2 separate regions of the Sus scrofa genome follow, and region 1 is linked to region 2. Evidence: chromatin contacts called from public HiChIP or PLAC-seq data. All regions are on one chromosome and are shown on one strand. Each heading gives the region's core, a stretch centred on a gene start, on an enhancer-like site or on the middle of the called end of the contact. The rest is flanking DNA. Distances are from core to core; before and after follow the strand shown.

The links. HiChIP or PLAC-seq counts read pairs in DNA pulled down with a chosen protein or histone mark.
Region 1: an H3K27ac HiChIP or PLAC-seq map of skeletal muscle shows a contact between it and region 2. The contact joins the promoter of STK35 here to the enhancer-like site in region 2. A contact is called at or near these places in 6 of 47 Hi-C or Micro-C datasets (embryonic fibroblasts, heart right ventricle, mesenchymal stem cells and 1 more) and 2 of 2 datasets of contacts at active chromatin or transcription factors (alveolar macrophages and skeletal muscle).

The regions. Positions count from the first base shown.
Region 1 is chr17:33,409,622-33,416,382 of Sscrofa11.1, forward strand. STK35 (serine/threonine-protein kinase 35) reads right to left here and starts at 3,707. Exons shown (of 5, transcript XR_002339847.1): 1 at 2,293-3,707; 2 at 1,106-1,706.
Region 2 is chr17:33,370,992-33,376,878 of Sscrofa11.1, forward strand. The region is part of intron 3 of STK35 (serine/threonine-protein kinase 35); the gene reads right to left. Among named protein-coding and RNA genes, the nearest start is that of STK35, 39 kb to the right of the region's middle. Within about 2 kb of position 3,495, at least 25 of the 83 cell types and tissues checked have an H3K27ac peak or open chromatin away from gene starts, as enhancers often do. A contact at or near this core is called in skeletal muscle, where this site is marked.

The sequences.
Region 1 (6,761 bases), core at 2,457-4,956, 39 kb after region 2:
TCGCATCGCTTAAGCTACGAAAAACTGTAAAAGAAACCAAGAGCACAACCCGACTTTCCTTACAAGCTGATTAACCTTCATCAACTTCTTCCCCTTTAATCCTTTGTTTCTCCATTTATAGAAAGAGGAGAGGATTTACTTTTCAAGTTATTACTTAAAGTCACTCGATAAGCTATCTAGGGCATAGCATAGCGGCTCAGATTAGCAAGCGTTCCTAGCCCACTGGCTCCTTCCTCTCTGAACAGACCCTTGGCTACTTGTAGTCTGAACAAGACACGTGAGTACCAAGCACTCAGGATGTACCCACTGCCTAACTGCAGCTAAAACCCTGAAACTAGGACTAAGCCTCCCGGGACTGCAAAACCCCCTTGTCAAACCGAGCTCCACCTTCCCTATGTATAAAGCCACTTGCAAGCCAGCCTCAGAGGGCTGAGAATAAGCAGAGGAAAAAGATGTTAGAAGTTGTTGCGTGACCGCTCTAGGCCCACCTGTGGGGTTATTATTTTTCAAGTCCCAAGAGGACTTAGCCCGAAAACCGCCAGTTCGCTTGACTGCCCTGGGATGAAGAGCTGGGGGTCTCTGAGGAAAAGGAAGACCAGGAAGCAAGAATCTGCAGGGCGGGGCTGGAGGGTGTCAGGCTTTTGGGAGCCAGAGAAGAAAGGGGTATGGGTGGGTCCAGCAAACTTTTGTTTGTTTTAGGAGGGAAAAGAGAAGAGGCCCAGGAGTGTGAGGGGGGCTCTGTTAGTCCTTCCACCAAGTCTGAATCCAACCCCCTCCACTCTCAAATCCGACTTTAAAAGTGCTACACGTTTCATAATAATGGCTCACACTTATTGAGCACTTACCGAGACAATGGTTAGCGCTTAATGAACATTTGTTATGAAAATACCAGCTAACGACAGTGCTGAGAACGGATCCCGGATCCTGGATCCTGAGCTGAGAGGACAGCCCAAATGCTTGGCTTGGAAAGGAGGGTGTGTCTGGTTCAGAGTGACAGGGCCAAGACCAGGGTCTAGGTAAGAGGTCCTGGGGTCACTTTGAGCAGAGCCCACCGGATTCGTGGGTCCAGGCCCTGAGTAGCCAAGGCGGCCCGAGACGCCCCTACCTTTGAGCGAAGTCTCCACCAGGCGCAGGTAAAGCTGCGAGTTCTTGTTGCCGTGGCTCATGCGCTGAGCTAGCCCGTTGCGCTGCAGGACGCACTCCTCAAACTGCACGACGTTCTGGTGGCGCCGCTTGAGGCTGGTCAGGGCCCAGAATTCGGCCAGCGCCAGCTCCACGTTCTCGGGGGCGTCGCAGCGGATCTTCTTGACCGCCACCCGGGCCCCGCTGCGCCCGGCCACTGCCTCGTACACCACGCCGTAACTGCCGCGCCCGATCTCCGCCAGCAGGCTGTAGCGCGGCCGCGCTGACCCGCCGCCGCCCTCGGGCCGCCGCCTCGCCAGGTAGGCCTCGCCCGGGGCCTCGACCGCCACCGGATCCATGGCCTGGGCCGCCGCCGCCGGCCTCAGCTTCGCGCTGAGCGCCCGCGGCACTGGGCTTCGCCTTTTCCGCTCGGGGCTTTGTGTACCTCTGCGGGCGCCGTCCTCTTCCCCCGTTTCCATGGCTGCGAGCGGCGGGGGGAGCAGCAACGGCGCTGCCCGGGCCCCCCCTGCCTCATCCCTCCGTCCGGCCCCGGGACGCGGAGGATCGGGACCTTGGATTGTGACCTGTGGGCGAAAGAACCGGTTAAACGCGCAGGCCGAGGCGGGGAGGCAAGGAGCGTAGGCCGCAAGGCGTCCCACCTCCTCCTCCTCCGGCCGCCACGGCCCCTTTAAGACGGAAGCCACGGCGGCTGACTGAACGGGGGAAGGGAGGGGAAAGCGGGAAAGACGAAACCACGGGGCAATGGCTCAGAGGGGGAGCCGGAAAGAAAAGCAAAACCTCCTCGTCTGTTCAGTTGATTTATCCTATAACAATACGAAAAACAAGGACCTGCAGCGGTCGTGACTTAAGAAAATCGCCTTAAGCGCCAAATCGGCCTGTGGAGATCTGGTTCCCCCGCTCGGCTCCCTCTGGGATGCCCCTCCCCGCGTCCCTCCCTGTGTTCTCCCGGGTGTAAACAGTCCATTGAATTAAGCTCGAACGGATCCCCGCGGACCGACCCAAGTCCCGAAAGGCTGCGGGTGGAAAGAGTCGCCTTAAAAGTTCGGCGTTCCTGAGCGCGCTAATCTGGGGGCCCTCCTGCTCTGCCCAGGAGGCTCCGGGGTCGCCCCGGCTGGCTGCTGGCTTTTACTCCGCGGACCGCACCCTTACCTGGCCGGCTCCTTTCCACTTCCGGGCAGCCCGTTTCCCCTCTAAGGCCCCGGGTTGGGGATGGTCCGCTCCGGGCCAGGGCTGCCTCCGGTACGGAGCGGCGCGAGAGGCGTTGGCCCGGGCCGAGCGTGCAATGGAGCTTGCGGCCGCACGGGTGATGGCAGCGGCGCTCTCGGGGGAGAACTGAGCGTAGGGGCTCCCGCGGCTCTCCACGTGTTCGCGCCAGCTGAGCCCTTTACGTAACCCTTTTATATAAGCCTCACGTCCGGCCCGCACTCGGGCCAGCGGGGGCTCCTGGTGGCCCATCCCCCGGGAGGCCGGAAGAGTACCGCGCCGCCTGGGTCCTGCCAAGGTCGGCCGACCAGCCGCAGCCGGGCGTACTCACGCCGCGCCGAGGCCCAATCACAGGCTAGAACACCTAACCAGCAGAAAATGGGCGCCAAATTCCCGCGATCTGGCTGTAACTCCCCGGTCTCCGAAGCCGCCTGCGCAGCACAACCTCCTCCCTTCCTGGCCTGCGCTGGAAGAGGAGCTGCACGCAGTAGGCCCAAATAAACACTGATTGGGTGATTGGATTGGTCGGTTTGATTAATGCATAAGGATTGCCTGGGAACCGCCCGGTCTGGGTTGGAATCTAGAGCCCTGCCTCCTGTTAAGCCCCTGGATCCTGGGCAAAACATTGCCCCACTTGGACCCTCAGTTTACTCTTCTGCAAAGTGGGTAGGCCCTAATTTTCAGGGTTGATAGCACCAAATGAAATGTACATACACGTACATATTTATATCTAGGGTGGCTAATTGGGTGCAGGCCTGAGAGCGTTCAATGTAAGCTCCATTTAGGCATGAATTTTTAAATATTTTTTCACTGCTTTGTACTCCAATGCCTCCTAGATGCCTTATATCTGTTAACTGAATCTAGATATTTATTGAGTGCTTATAATATGTTAGGCACCGTTTTTGTTCTAAATTGCCAGGGAAAGAGCTGTGAACAAGACAGTCTCTACCTTAGTTGAGGTTCTGTGCCTCATGGAATCATATGGGTGACCTTGCACAAGTAAACTTTTTTGGCCACAGGAATAACCCCAGCTACAGCAGTGACAACTCTGAGCCCTTAACTGCTAGACCACCAGGGAACACCATTAATTAACGTTATGGTGTCTCTAGTCCTCATCTGTAATATGAGAAGAATAGTAGTTGGAGAATCCACTGAGGGTAGATGGTTAAAGCACTTAGGTCAGGCTTTGCACACATTAACTATCAGATACTATTAAATAAGCTAATACCCAGGGTCTTTTTTTGACAATATTAGTGTGTAACGAAGGAGAAGAATAAGCTAAACAGTGCCTGAGGGTTGCGGTCAAGCCACTTCTGTTAGTGTGGTCACTGAAAAACTTTTTTTTGCTGTTTAGGGCTGCACTCGCAGCATATGGAGGTTCCCAGGCTAGGGGTTGAATCAGAGCTGCAGCTGCTGGCCTATGCCACAACCCCAGCAACTCGGGAACCAAGTCACATCTGTGACCAACACTACAGCTCACGGCAACACCGGATCCTTAACCCACTGAGTGAGGCCAGGGATCCAACCTGCGTCCTCATGAATACTAGTTGGGTTCAATACCGCTGAGCCACGGGAACGCCCTCATATACTTTTAAAATTGTCATAATAATTTTTTATATTTTACTACTTGCATTATCACATTCTCTCTTGTGTATATGTTTGTGCATATATTATATGCAATATATATATGTACTTTTTCCCCAAAAAAACACTTTGTTTCAGACATCATGCTCTTTAATTCCTAACTACTTCTGTGTGTATTACCTAAAAACAGGGATATTCTGTTGCAAAATTTCAGTACAATGATCAACATCAAGAACTTTAACAATAATATGATTTAATACAACTTCCATAGTTAAATTTTGCTATTGTCCCAGTAATATAGCTGTCCTCTAGGAGCCAATGAGGAACACATGTTGCATTTAGTTGTCATGTCGCTTTAGTTTCCTTTAATCTAGAAAGGCCGTTAATTAACTCAGGTATACTAGTCGGGTTGGTTTCTACCAGCCACAACAGGAACTCCTGGACAATTTTTTTGTGTGTGTATTTTGTAGGGTTTTTTTTTTTTGGTCTTTTTAGGGCTGCACCCACGGCATATGGAAGTTCCCAGGCTAGGGGTCCAATCGGGATCTGAGCCGAGTCTTCCACCTACACCACAGTTCACAGCAACACCGGATCCTTAACCCCCTGAGTGAGGCCAGGGATCAAACCCAGGTCCTCATGGATACTAGTCTGATTCGTTAAACACTGAGCCACGATGGGAACTCCTGGTTTAAGTTACAGTGGTAATCTGTTCTTATTCTTATGACCAATAGCCAACATTCATTAAAGTTTTCTGTCAGGCATAGAAGGTAACAAAGAATTCTCATGCCTGTGAGGTACTGTTCTTAGCCCCATTTTACAGATGAAGAGGCTAAAGGGAGGAGCTTGATTAGCTGGGATTTGAACTGAGACCCCAGGCTCTTCACACTGTCTTACCCCCCTCAGCCCCCCCTAATGGCGGGCATTTATGTGAACATGTAGGACCTTCTTCCTCGGCTTCCCTGTCAGCAAACATGCCTATGCCTAGTTCCCTGGAGCCTCACATGCGCTGGACATGACTGGAACACAATAGTTGCAGGAGACATGGAAGAAAAGGGCAGGAGCAGCAGGGAGGCTTTAGGCCCTTCCCGTAGGCCCCGGCCTTTGAGGGGCTGACATAGAAAATAAGACATTGTGGGGGAGTTCCCGTCGTGGCTCAGTGGTTAACGAATCCGACTAGGAATCATGAGGTTGCGGGTTCGATCCCTGGCCTTGCTCAGTGGGTTAAGGATCCAGCGTTGCCGTGAGCTGTGGTGTAGGTTGCAGACTCGGCCTGGATCCCACGTTGCTGTGGCTCTGGCGAAGGCCGATGGCTACAGCTCTGATTGGACCCCTAGCCTGGGAACCTCCACATGCCGCGGGAGCGGCCCTAGAAAAGGCAAAAAAAAAAAAAAAAGATATCGTGGAATCATGTGATTCAAATAACATTAGCCCTGCAAAGGACACTAAAGCAGGTGATAATAAAGCAGGTGCTATTTGGGGATGGAGGGTTTGGGAGAACCTCCCTAAGGAGGTGACTTGTTGAGCAGAGACCTGATGGAAGTAAAAGAATCAGCTGGATGCATACCGCCCAGGACATTTCATGTCGAGGGAGAAGCAGGTGCAAAGGCCCTGAGGTGGGATCATTCGAGGAGGTGGTGTGCCTGGGGTGCCGGGATCAAGGAAGGGCAGTGGGAAGCAGAGTGGTGATGCTCCGGTCCCATCCCCGGAGCTGCAGGGGCTGAGGACACTCAAGGGGCAGCCAGCCTGGAGGCAGAGGCGGGGTTGGGGTTCTGTGGGAAAATAGCAGGGAGTGTGGAAGGCATGGACAGTGGGAGAGGGCGCTGCTAGAGGGTAGTGGGAGTGGGGAGGGGGGTTGAGGGCTGCGGGCTGCAGGTGGCAGGGGACTGGCAGAGAATCAGGGGGTTTGAAATATTTGTAGCGGGGGAGCCGAGGATGGGAAGGGGTTAGGGGAAGAGAAGCTGATGCCGGGTATGGGAGGAGGTCTTCCGAAGGGCTGTGGCGGTGCGGAAGGACGGAAGCTTGGGGTGGGTGCCTGGATGGAGGCTGTCCTCTGCACGGGGGACACTGGGAAGGGCCGGGGAAAGGCTTTGCTTGAACTCCCCTTGCTTGTTGCATCTAGGCTGCAGGAGGGCTGCCGCCAAGAAAAACTAGAGCCTGCTATGCTTCCTCACACAACACGCTGGGCTCACATCACTTACAGGGAGAGACGCTTGTCCCCACCTTATTAATAGGAAGATGGAGCCTCAGAGGCTGTTATATCACAGATGTAATTACAAACAATTGGAATAGCCAAAATCTGACCCCCCAGGAGCCTTAGGGTTTTGATGTGCAGGCTCTTAACAGTTATGCAAACCGTGTTCTCCAGCTTGAGGGCATCTCAGCATCACTCAGCTTGCTGGGCTCCCCCCCAGAGAGGCTGACCAGCAAGTCCTGGGTCGGGCTTGAGCATTCGCATTGCTCCTTAGGTCCCAGGTGATGCTGGTGATAATATCGCTGGTCCAGGCACCACCACATTAGGCTGTACTGCCTCTAGACTGAGCACAAAGCTGAGGTGACTGTAAAGGATGGGAGTTCTGGCAAAGATTTTTGGGGATGGATTGGAGCTGTTAAATAGAAAACTAAGCAAATAAGACACGAGGTGATTATCAAAGCCAAGAAAACAAAAACAATTTATAAGAAAAACATTGTAATCATCATAAACTACAATGCTCAGCTGGAAATAATATTACATTGTCATTGTAATGTAACAACAGTACATTGATTTAACCAGAAATTATGATATAATTATTTGGGGAAAATTGGAGAGGGTGTATGTGTGTGTGTGCGCGTGC
Region 2 (5,887 bases), core at 2,245-4,744:
ACAAGGGCAGTGGCAAGAACGGATTCCCACCACTGTAAGTCCTGGTGTGGCCTGGGGCTTCCAATGGCTGAAAGAACAAACCCGAAATGTGGATCTTCTTCCTTGTGTTCTCGGGGCCCAGCCCTGGTCTTTCCCTTCCAAGTGGTTCTTGGCTCTGAGCATCACCAAGGCCCAAGGGCCAGCCAGGAGCAGCCCACCAGGGGTCCAGCAGTTCCTGCCTCTGGTGGGGAGATGCACGGAGGCCTCCTGGCTTTATACCCCCGATTCCAGGAGAAATCCCCACGTTCTCCTTGGAGGGGCAGGCCTTCTCTGGGGAAGTGGGGTGTTACACTAAGAGCTCGCATAAGAGAAAGGCGGGGAAAACAAAGGACAAAACCAAAAGAGCTCCCTAACCCCTTATACAAATTAAAAATGAAATTTATACATATGCTTTGTCCATATTGAATTCTTTAAAGAAACTGGTGCCTGTCCACAGCATGGCTTTCTGCTCTTCTGAAGTCTTAATCATTTAAATTAAGAAAAAAAAAAAAAAAAAAAAAAAAAAGGAAAAGACCAAGATGACAAAAAAAAAGCAAAACTAAAAGGAGGGGGAAACCCAAACAAAAGCTTCACATTGCTGGAGATCCAGCTGTTGGGAGATCGCCAACCGGCCAAGCCACCACCTGTACCCTCTGCTGTCCTCTGTGCGAGACGTGATGAGACTGTGGGTCCGAGGATCAACCTGAAAGAGAAGGCGGGGAGAGTGGACAGGGGGGTCAGTGGGTGTGGGGCACCTCCAAGTTTCAGAAGCCCCACCAGGTGCCAGCACGCAACCCAGAAGGACTCAGGGACCTGTGCTGGGGGCTGGGGAGGAGGCTCCTAAACACCCCACATGGGGTGAATCCGGCCTCACTACAACCACCGTGCCAGATACACACTATTCTCCTTTCTCAGTGCTGCGCCTGAGGTCATGTTGACTGAGGGGCAGAAGACTCTGGCTGGAAAGCCGGCCACACAAAGCCCAGCACGAACCCCATCCCTCCCTCTGGCTTCCCTGCACTGGTAGGAACAAGAGGTCACGGGACCCTCTCGGACTAATCGCGTTGCACTCAAAGTTCACAGCAACCCTCTCGAGTTTACTTATCCCATTTCAGTGACAAGAAAAGTGAGGCTGTGGCCTGAGAATCTGCACTGGTCATAGGAGGGACCACGCCTGCAGGCGGGGGCAGGGCTGTGCCCAGAGCTGCCTGCTGACTCTCACTGATACTGCCGTGGGCAGGAACAAGGTTCTGGAGCAGGAACCGTGGCCCAGTCCTCTGGTTCCTTGGTCTCGGCCCCTGTACCACATCACAGGTTATTATGAGGGCCCGATGGACTAACACGTAGAAAACTTACAGCAGGGTTTGGCTGGATTATCATCAGCTATTTTTTGGCAATGGCCTTGGTGCCAGGTCTCAACAAGACCAGGGGCCCATGTCTCAGGGACCTGGTCTCGAGGACGGCCTAGAATGTAAGAGCCCACAGAGATTAGCCCTGGGCCAGCCCCCATCCTGCCCAGTCTGAGCTGCCCTGAGCTGGGAGCTGCCTGTCCCGGAGAGCGTCAGCTACGAGTTTCTAAGTGCCCACCCTCGCCCTGAATGACTGAAGAAGACCAACCTTTCCCCGTGTGCCTGAACCCACCCCCCCAATGGCTTCAAGGCTCGATAAGCTCTCTGCAGCCCGACAGGTGTGCCCACCCAGCCCTGTGTCCGCCTCACCATTACCTGCCACCTGTACAGTCTGGCAACACTGGCCTGTCACCCTTGGGGCCTGGGGAGGCGCTTGGCTAGTCTGTGCGAGAGGCAGCAGGACACGGTGATTTTAGACAATTTACTTTCTACCTGTCAGCCTCATCCCCTCCTCTGAGAAACAGGGGCTCTTTTCCGAATAACTGTCAAAGACCCGGCCCACGGGAGGAACCCACCCCTTGATGAGGCCATCTTCTTCTAGACATTTGTCCCCAACCAGAGATGATGAGTGTGTCAAGTTTAAAGAGACCATGGTCCCCAGCCACTGAACCGTCCAAACTGTTTCTGGCCACGGGAAGGTGCCATGCAGAACGCTCGCCGCTGGAAGACCCCAACAAAGCCTTCTGGAAGCAACCTAGCAGCATTTTCAGAGCTTTGGATGTATTTAGACCCTGTAATTCTAGAAATTTAGTTTAAACGCTTATCCTAAATATGAAAATGACTTCATGAATAAAGATGTCCACTGAAGTAGTACTTAAATTGAGGCAATAACCCACAAAGCCAAAAATAAGATAGACTGAAGCAAATGATCCATCTACTCAATGATATATGACAGAGGAAATGAGAAGGCTGGGTGGCATTTTAAACGTTATGGCAGAAGCACTTCCATGGATTAAGTGGGGAAACAAGGCGGCTATGAAGTTGTGTGACATAGTATGACCATAGCTATGTAGAAAACAAAACCCACTGCGCATAGGAAATTTGGCAAGAAACACACCAAAATGTCGTAGGACTTGTCATGGGTGGCCTTTCTTCTTCCCCCGCGTTCCCTCTGTATGTTCAGTATTGAGTACATGTTGCATCGTCACCCTTTACTTTTTTGATGGGAAAGGCAGTGTGCTTTAATGAATAAGAGAGTTGGCGGCACCAAGAAAAGGTCCCAGAACCCAGGCTCCTTCATGCAGAGGACAGCAGAGATTTTTCCACACCTGGCGGACAAGAGGTGCTGCTCCTGTTTCTCTGCCTTCTTACTCCCCTCAGCAAACGTCCAACTGGTGGGTCTTGTATGCCAGTTTTTGACTTGGAAAAATTTAATCATCATGAGCACATCCTGTGGTGAGCAGTCCCAAACGCTAGGCTTTTTTTTTTCCCTCCCTTTTCCTGGCTGCCCTGTAGCATATGGAGCTTTGGGTGAGGGATCAAATCTGAGCCGCGGTCACAACCTAAGCCACGGCTGTGGCAACGCCAGATCTTTAACCCACTGTGCCAGGCCAGGGATCGAACCCACGTCCCAGCACTCCCAAGATGCTGCCTATCCCGTTGGGCCACAGCAGGAGCTCCTCTCAAACTCTAGCTTTATTCGGCAGACCTAGTGCCTTCTTCCTGCTGCTTTCAGTAGGCGAAGCAGAGCCATCAGATGGGGGCAGGGAGGGGTGGGGGGGGGACCTACCATCTGAGACACGAAGTCTGTGCGAGATACGACCAGAAAAGCCTGGTAGTTGTATGCTCATGTGTGAGGTGCTAAGGTAATTTTTGGAACCAGCTATGATCTTTCAACACTGCTTTTCCTCCCTCCCTTGGTAGGACCTGAGCTGATGACAACCTCAGACAGACGACCATCACAGCAGGAAGGGGGCCCATGGCTGCTGCAGCTCAATCAGGGAGGCAGAGATTCAGAAGCCAGCAATCTCTTACATAATAAACTAGTGGGACAGAGTGTGCCTGTAGAAGGTCAAACCAAGCGCCCAGCACTCTGAGAGACTGCCCGACACACCAGCGTCATGACGCTGTGATCACCGGGGTCCCCTGCCAGGACGCACGACTGACATTTCCCCCAGGCTCCTCCACCCTCCCTCCCTCCAGCTTTGGCGCTGGCTCCGGCCCTCCCGGCAGGATGTCTCAGTCCACAGGCCTGCCTGCTTCTCCCTGGTCGGCAGGGGAAAGAGAAACAGAGCTGTTTCTTCCACAGGAGACCTAACTGTGGCTTCCTCTCCCGTCTCCCATTAGAGAAGGTGCCTCTTCCCCAGGAGCCAGTGGCAGCCACCTCCCTGCAAGACAGTGGGGGACCTTCCTCAGCCATGAGCAGGAAGGGCTCAGACCACATGGCCCTGGGGTCAAGGAGCAGGCCTCCCAGGCACCTGTTGGAACAACAAATGGCCCAGGTCCCAGCCCGGTGGGCCCTCACCCTTCATCCTAGCAGGTGCCACACCTCCACTCCCAGGCCCCGGGCTGCGGCTCGACTGCCCGATTACTGGCTTCAGCCAGCCTTGCCTGGTCCCTCTCAGTTGGAACGCTGACTTCAGACCACAGAGCCCTCTCGGAAGGCAAAGGCACCCCTCTGAGCACCATGAAAAAGGGTGATGTGATTAGCCTGTAGGTGATGTCGATAGGGCACGCCTGGCCGGCACCTGCCCAAATTAGCTCAGAGTGAGGACTTAAGGAGGCAAGAGGCTCAGAGATGGAGCTGCCCGCCCCAGGTCAGGGCTGTGGAGCAGCAGAAGTGTGCTCGGGCACTGGCCAAAGCCCTTCCGGTAGTGCTTCCAGAGCCAGCTCTGCCAGGGCCTCTGACAGCCTGCACTCACTTGGTCTCCTCCGGGAAAGGTGTCGGCGATCCGGGAAGGTGCTGGCTAACGTTTCTCTTTCTTACTCCGGCTCTTAGGACTACATTCCCTCAGTACATCTGACTTATTTCTCCACAATTGTAATAGCAAGCACTGACTCCGCGCTTAGTTATGTGCCAGGCATGTTCTCTTACGTTTAAAGGTCGGACTCGTTTACGTGTAATAACCGCAGGCTGTCTACCCTCCTCCACTGCTTTCCACTGACTGGGGTCACGGTCGGGGCTGTACCATCTCCTGGCTCGCTTCACCCAGCCACCCTACGAGGTAGGAGCTGCTGTCGCCCCAGCTTCAGAGACGGGAAACTGAAGTCCACAGACAGGATCTGCATGGCTAATAAGTGGTAGAGAAAGAGCTGAACTAGGGCTGTCTTACTCCAAGGCTTCTGCTTTTAATGGGTAACTTTGTAATATAAGAGCCCTTCCTAGAGCAACAAGAAGAGCCTAAGAAGGGTTTAAAACCCATTTAATCCCTTCATCTGTAAACAGATTCACTCAGAACAGGCTTGTGGAAGGCTTGGCTGAGGTACCTCCGCACAGGTCTGGGGTCCAGAGCACCAAAGGGGGATGCGCTGCCAACCAGGCTGTGAGCAGCCTTCTGGCAAGTTCCTCCGCCAGCCAGGCACTTGGCTGGTCTGTCCAAGGAGACTGGGGAACCAACCTGCTCCCATGAAGACCAACAGAAGCTGGTGGAAGCGGAGGAGGGGCTGGCAGTGACGGGGGTGGGGACTGACTGGGCTCACAGGTTACCCCCCTCCCCTAGTCCTGAACTTGGAGACTGGGAATGGCAGGGCGAATAAAAGGCTACCCTTTATCCTAAAAGTGTGGCCTTCCTACTTTGCTGGTGTCAAAATGCCCTTTCTTTGGTGAGATGATGATGAAAGTAAATGGGAGTGGTTCAAAAACTCTTCCATGTAGGAGTTCCTGTCATGGCGCAGCAGAAACGAATCCAACTAGGAACCATGAGGTTGTGGGTTTGATCCCTAGCCTTGCTCAGTGGGTTAAGGATCCATCATTGCCGTGAGCTATGGTGTAGGTGGCAGACGTGGCTCAGATTTGGCGTGGCTGTGGCTGTGGTGTATGCCTGCGGCTGCAGCTCCAATTAGACCCTAGCCTGGGAAACTTCCATATGCCACGGGTGGGGCCCTAAAAAGACCAAAAAAATAAAAACTCTTCCATCTCCTACCCCACCCCTTACCGGCTGGCCTTTAAACTATAATGTCCTTTGAAATGTGTAAGTTTGGCAACCACGGGATTTGAAAAGCTCAGGGAGCCACAGCTATGTTTTACCTCAGCACTCTAGCCCCCTATCAGGGACGCTGGCGGCTCTGCTGTTTACATTATCCCACCTCCTTTTCCCTCTGGCAAAGGCGGAGGCAGCTACTTCCCCTCTGGGGTGGGCCGGGAAGACTGCCAGCAGCGGCTGCGGCTGGGGGGGGGGGTGGAGGGGGCAGGGGGTGGGGGGTGGTGGTGGAGGGGGCAGGGATATCTACCTTGCTGGTCAGTGACGCTGATGGCCTTTTTGGTTCTTAGGGTGTCACACACTCAACTATCTATGACTGAT